2 separate regions of the Callithrix jacchus genome follow, and region 1 is linked to region 2. Evidence: chromatin contacts called from public Hi-C data. All regions are on one chromosome and are shown on one strand. The core of a region is the stretch at or near the end of the contact, and the rest is flanking DNA. Distances in the headings are between cores, read along the strand shown.

Region 1 (3,222 bases), core at 710-3,209, 190 kb after region 2:
ATTACCCATTTCTTGGATGTTTCCCTAGGACAATTATAATTAATGTAGTAAGATACCGCACTTCACAGTTTGCCAAGCGCTTTCTAAATGCACTCAATTAATTCTTACAGGCTCTGTAAAAGGTAATTCCCCCTACTTTATAGGTAAGAAAAAAGGACCGAAGAACTCACTGTCACGTCATATCAACAAAGCAAGTTGGTGGCAAACGGGACCTCCGAAGCAGGTTTTCCAACTCCAAACGCCATGCTCTTCCCCAAATGATTGTGCTCTTTTCTAAGAAGGGAAAGTCTACAGTTCTGTCCCAAACCACACTTGCTTCAAGAATAAGCCATCTTTAAACCATTTCTCTAGACTGCAACCTGAGCCCCAACTCCAATAATCAGCCCATTTCTTGCTTCCTCACTCTCCAGCCATGACCTCCTTCTCACTATCCAATTTCCACCCTTCATGGGTACTATCATCGCTCCTTCAGCCCGTCCTACAAATATCCCACCACTGCATGCTCTTCTTTTGTTCCTTCCCCCAAACCCTGGCACTCCCTTCTCGGGATATGTAGGTTGTCACCCCATAAACTACACAGTAGCTTCTCGCTTCTGGTCTTTAACGAGCTACTTACTAACTTTAAAAGCCCCACAGAAATGAACTTCACTTGCAGGTCCTCCACCTCCACACTTGGACCTGGGCGCCATTCCTCTCAAAACAATAGTAGCGACCCTCACAAAGATTCTGCCCATGCCCCACTGTCACCAACGAATTCCTTTTCCAAAATCTGGTTCTTCAAAAAGGCTCTCCTTCCAACCTCTTCACTCGTGACTCCCCTCCAAGGTTCCCGGACCCTCTCCCCCCGCAGTTTTTCTCCCTTTACTCCCGGGCCTCTGCCCACCTCACCAACTCCCCCTGAGCTCCCCGTCCCAGAGCCAAGCAGCGGCCCCGCAGCTGCGGCGACTGCTCCACTCTCCCAACTCAGAAGTTCTGCCTCTATCACCTGTTCTCGCCAGAGCTTCCTCTCGGCCCAGCGGCCCACCTTTGCCCTGGCCTGCCTCTGCCTCTCTCCACCCTTTCGAGTCCTCCAGTCCAGGAGCCACCCCACGAGTCAGTTCCGGGGTGCCTGTCGGATTCAACTTCCCATCCGTGGGCTTCCCATCCCCGGGGTCAAGCTCCCCTTCTCCATCACCTGCTCCGCCCATAGCCAGATGACATCCGCCGCTGCCGGCCGCCGCCGCCGCCTCCTCCTCCATCCCCCTTCTCGGACGCCGGGTCCCTGGCCACTCACCGCCTTCCGCGCGCGCCAGCCGCCCCCTCCGGTGGGGAAGAGGGGGGCGTGCACCCCAACCCGAGCCCCCCCTCCCCGACACGCACCTGTTCCTCCTCCTCTTCCCCTCGGCGGGCCGCACCGGCGCCGCGACCCCCACCCTCGCCGCGCCCCGGCCTCCCGGAGCCCCGCACTCACCACGAGTAGGTCTGCTCCGCCATGGCGCTGCCTCTCGTGGGCTCTGCTGCAGGCTGTGGCCGGGCCCGGCGGCGGCGGGCTCGCTCGGGCCGGGAGCGGAAGGCGCGGCCGGGGTTCGGTGCCTGCTCGCTCGCTGGCTCGCTGGATGAGCGGCGGGCCGGGAAGTCGGCTGGCGGGTAGAGGCCGCGCTCCGAGGCGGCCCCGCTCCCTGGGCCCCGGGGCGGGGCGGGCTCCGCTCTCGGCCTCCCTCACCCGCGGCGGCGGCGGCGGCTCCGCTGCGGCTCCAAACCCAACATGGCGGCGGCGGCGGCGGCGCCGAGAACAAGGGGGCCCCGGGACAGGCGAACGGCAAGACTGGCCCGCGCTCACTGCGCGTCGGGCCGCGGGAGCGCCGCGCTCGGGCGGCGGCGGCGGCCGGGGGACATGGCCGGCGGGCGGAGGCGGCGGCGGCGGCTGAGGGGGGCGCTAGGCGATGAGGCGAGGCCGCTCGATCACACCCGCCGAGGGGAGGAGGGGCGGGGGCGGGGGCGAGCCTTGGGCCCGCGCGGGTCACGTGCCCAAAACACGCTCACGTGACGCGCGCCCCGCCCCTCGAGCCGGGCTCTTGCTCCGAGACGTTGGCTCCCGGGTTTTAGGCGGCTGCGGCTTGCATGGCCGGTGCTGTCGGGCCGCCTCCCGCCGCCTGGTGCCGCCCCCCTCCCCACGCGGCGATGTCGCCTCGGGTACCCTCTTATGCCCCTTTCCGAGGGGCTGCAGCACCAGCCAATCGGGAACGCCGATGCACGTCTGTGGCTGCCACTCAGCTGTCAACCGTCAGTCAACAGTCTGCCGGCCACGGGCTCCTCAAATGTCAGTCAACTTGTCAGTCAACAGGCAGAGAGAGGGCTGCACTCCTTCGTTATGTTCCTTGGTTCATTTATTCACGTAGCACATATTCCAGGCAGCCAACCTTTATTGCTCTCAGGCCTGGTGCCAAGTCGAATACCCAACGCTTGCCTTCATTGAATCAATCAACAGATATTTGTTGGGTGCCAACCGTGTGTCAACTTACTCTGCCTTCCTGGAGCTTACATTCAAGAGAAGAGAGATAGTCCAAGCCTCCAAATAAAATAATTTCAGATGCTGTTAATTTTTACAAAAACACGTTTTATACACAAGGTGAGGGTACAGAGAGTGAGTAGAGGTGTGGGTTACTTTAGATAGGGTGGTCAAAGAAGGCCTCGCTTGGGAGGTGACATTTGAGTTGATATTGAATGACAGAGAGCTGGCCTTGCAAAGATCCCGGGAAAGCTCAAAGAAACCGTCCAGCTAAAGGTTTCCGGGCACAGAAGTAAAGACAGTAGACCTAGACCAGAGGCCAACAGAGTGAATCTTCGGCTTAGAGGGAAAGAGTGGGGAGAGACGAATGGAGGCCCCAGGTACTGGGGGATACTTCCCCAGGAGTGGATGAGGCCGTCTGAAAGGATAAGAGGCTTACCAAAGAAAAGGTGTTCTTGGCCTGTAAAAGGTGGCTCATGCCTGTAATCCTAGCTCTTTGGGAGGCTGAGGGGGTCGGATCACGAGGTCAGGAGTTTGAGACCAGCCTGACCAACATGGTGAAACCCCGTCTCTATTACAAATACAAAAATTAGCTGGGAATGGTGGCACATGCCTGTAATCCCAACTACTGGGGAGGCTGAGGCAGGAGAATCACTTGAACCCGAGAGGCAGAGGTTGCAGTGAGCCAAGATTGTGCCACTGCATTTCAGCCTGGGTGACAGAGCAAGACTCTG
Region 2 (3,115 bases), core at 277-2,776:
ATAAATGAATAGTCTTATTACCCCATCACAGTCATGATATAGGACATTTCCATCATACCCACTCGGAAGGTTCCTGAGTTCCTTGTGTTTGCAGCCAGGTCCCTTCCCCCACCTCAGCCTCTTGCAACCACTATCTGATTCTGTCTCTATAGGAAAACTTGGTTGCTTTTAAAATGAAATTTTACATTCATATTTATAGTCACAAACAGTTCTCAGATAAGAATCTGGTTTAGATGCTCTTTGGCACCTGAAGCAATTATTACTGGCCTCTGCTCACAAACACAACTCACTTATTTCTCTCTTTTCTCCTGCTTTTTCATGGTTTCTTCCACCCGGGGCTGGTGCCAGGTGGGATGACTGAAAGGTGAGGAAGCCCTCAGAGCATGTGCCAATGACAGCCATTCATTAAAGTACTGAGAATTTAGAGGCTTTCTTTTAAATGCATTATTTAAAATGAAAGGTAACACGTTAAGGACTTTGCTGTACCTTTTAACTGGCTCTCCGAGGTTTCTACTTTCCTCCAAGAGGAAGAGACAATTTTTGGCAAATAGGTCAATGCTGGGAACAGATGCTTGCCTGGCTGAGTGTTAGGAAAGAAAGGCAGTTGGAGGGATGTGTGGGTTCCTGGGAGGGTGTGGGTGGTGCCAGGCGCTATAGGAGTCAGAATCATATTTGTGCAAGACCAGACCCTTATGGGACAAGTAAAATCAGCATAGTTTCTTGGGGAAGGTGAAGGCACCCTAATGAAGATGCTAGGGGTCAAAAGTTTGGCTCTGCCCCAACCGGGAGTGAGGTCGACAGGACTGAAGTGGAACAGAGAGCAGTTCCACCCACCTTAGCCTCTGGGGAAAAGAAAGCTCCTTCCCTTGCAGCCCAACTCCAGGGGCCTAAATACTGAGCACCAACACAAGACAAAGTCCTTAGGCTTCTTGGAGCAAGTTGGGTAGCAGATAATTTCAGATGCAAAGTACCTTTAATAAACAGAACAAAAGAAGCCGGTGGGGGAGGCCTGGTGTGATCAGGGTAGGCCTCCACGACATCCGAATGAAGAGGGGCATTCCAGACAAGGGGAACAGTGATCACAGAAGCCCCGAGTCACGAACCAGCTAAGGGTCTCAGAGAAGAGCTACCTCATAAAGCTGAGCAACAATAACCAGGGAACGGCGGACATGGGCCCTGATAGATAGGGCAGGTCTTGGCTTTTCAAGCCATAGAATTGGATTTTAGGTGGGCCCTAAAATTTTAGGTGGGCGGGAGGTGGGCCCACCGACAAAGCCAACAAAGTTTTAAGCCGAAGATCGCCATCTTATTTAAAGAGACCTTTCTGGCCTTTCTGAGAGGCTCTGCCCTTAGCTTTGTTTTGTTGGCATTTTGATTAACGAATGAGGGCACCAACAGCCAGCTCGCGCAGGCAGCGTGGGTGTTTCGCCTCGGGAGGGACTACTGGAGGCCCCGCCCCCGGGGCGCGAGCGCGCCTCGGCCCCTCCCCCTCAGCCCGAGGCCTCTGCCTCGAGTCCCGCCCCTGCAGTCCGGAACCGCGCGTTAGCTGCGGGGAGTCACGGAGGAGAACGCCAGGGCCGTTTCTGTCGCCCATGGCCGCCGCACTCCTCGCCCGGGCCTCTGGCCCTGTTCGCAGAGGTGAGTGCGCTCGGGCTCCGCACGGCGGGGCAGCGGCCCACGCCTGGCCCAGCAGGCAGAGATCCTGACCGCCGGCTTTGGCCCGTGCCTCTGGCCAGTTCCGCGGGCTTTTGCCCGCTCCTCCAGGAGCGCGCGCGCGGCCTTTGCCCCAGTTCTGCTGCTGCTCGCGCCGGCCCAGCCCGGCCCTTCAGGGATCCCTGGCTCCTGCACGGACCCTTACCCCTCCATTGACCCCCGCCGAGAGCCCATTCCTTACGACTGCATCCCTCATTTCACCCCCAGCAGGTTCAGGGTGTGCCCTTCTTCTGGAGCCAGGCCTGGGATTGAACCAGATCCGCATCTGTGACCTTGGGCAAGGCAGCCCTCTCAGACTCATTTGTCCTATGTTTAAAATGTCCACAGGGAAAATCAGAGATGTTGGGAGGACTAAATCACAGGGTCGTGTAAAGCACTTTGCGCCTGGCATGTAACAGGTGCTCCATAAATGTTCTTGCTGGTTAATACAGTACATTTCCTATTTTATGTGTCTCCAGCTGTGGCAACTGTGCCACTTACGGCCCCGGCTTCCTTTGCCTGGCCTGAATTAGAAAGGGAACCCTTACTGAGAACTGTGCTAAGTGCCAGTTAGTCTCTCTTTAATCTTCCCACTCCTAGGAGCTGAATACTATTGTCCTCCGCTTGTTATAGTAAAGGAGGCTGGGTGAAATTTAAAACCCTTGCCTCAGGCCACAGAGCTGAGGTCTTATTACTATTGGCATTATACTGAGGACTGAAGGATGGAGTGTATGGAAATGTCTAGTGAGTACACTAAGCATTAAGTTAATACGGGGTTTTCAGTGGCAGCCGTGGACATTTTGGGCCAAGAGTTCTTTGGGGACAGTTCTTTGTTGTGGGGGTTGTCCTGTGCCTTGTAGGATGTTCAGCAGGATCCCTGATCCCTATCCACTGGGTACCAATAGCATTCCCCTCCTCCAGTTGTGACAACTTAAATTGTCTCCAGACATTGCCAGATGTCCCTTGGAGGGCAAAATACTCCCTGGTGGAGAACCACTGAGTCAGTGGGCCACTAGTATTCTTTGAGATCTCGTGCTTTCTCCTTCCACTGACTTCTGCCCTTGCTGATAGCTCTCCATCCGAGGGACTGGCGGCAGGTACACACCATTTACCAGTCTGTGGAACTGCCTGAGACACACCAGATGTTGCGTCAGACATGCCGGGACTTTGCTGAGAAGGAATTGTTTCCCATTGCAGCCCAGGTAGACAAGGAACATCTCTTCCCAGCAGCTCAGGTGAGAGTGCAACCTCAGCAGCCCATGATGGCGGTCTGCCCTCTGCTCCTGGATAAGTGGTGACAGTGACAGCCAGCGGCACCCAGACTAGTAGAGGAACCCCAGAGCAGAGCCTGGAACCCAGAAAATGCTCTGGAAGTTTCCCTTGTCCAACATGTGGCCAGTAGCCAGGATTTAACTTCCAGGAC

Evidence for each region. A called contact is a pair of places that touch in the nucleus more often than the background predicts.
Region 1: a contact with region 2 is called in a Hi-C map of skeletal muscle, with 6 times the contacts expected there. The contact joins the promoter of SPPL3 here to the promoter of ACADS in region 2. A contact is called at or near these places in 2 of 3 Hi-C or Micro-C datasets (both in skeletal muscle).

Annotation. Positions count from the first base shown.
Region 1 is chr9:124,045,399-124,048,620 of calJac240_pri, forward strand. It overlaps SPPL3 (signal peptide peptidase like 3), which reads right to left and starts at 1,960. Exons shown (of 11, transcript XM_035257843.3): 1 at 1,451-1,960. The coding sequence starts at 1,473.
Region 2 is chr9:123,856,136-123,859,250 of calJac240_pri, forward strand. It overlaps ACADS (acyl-CoA dehydrogenase short chain), which reads left to right and starts at 1,527. Exons shown (of 12, transcript XM_078337439.1): 1 at 1,527-1,638; 2 at 2,764-2,927.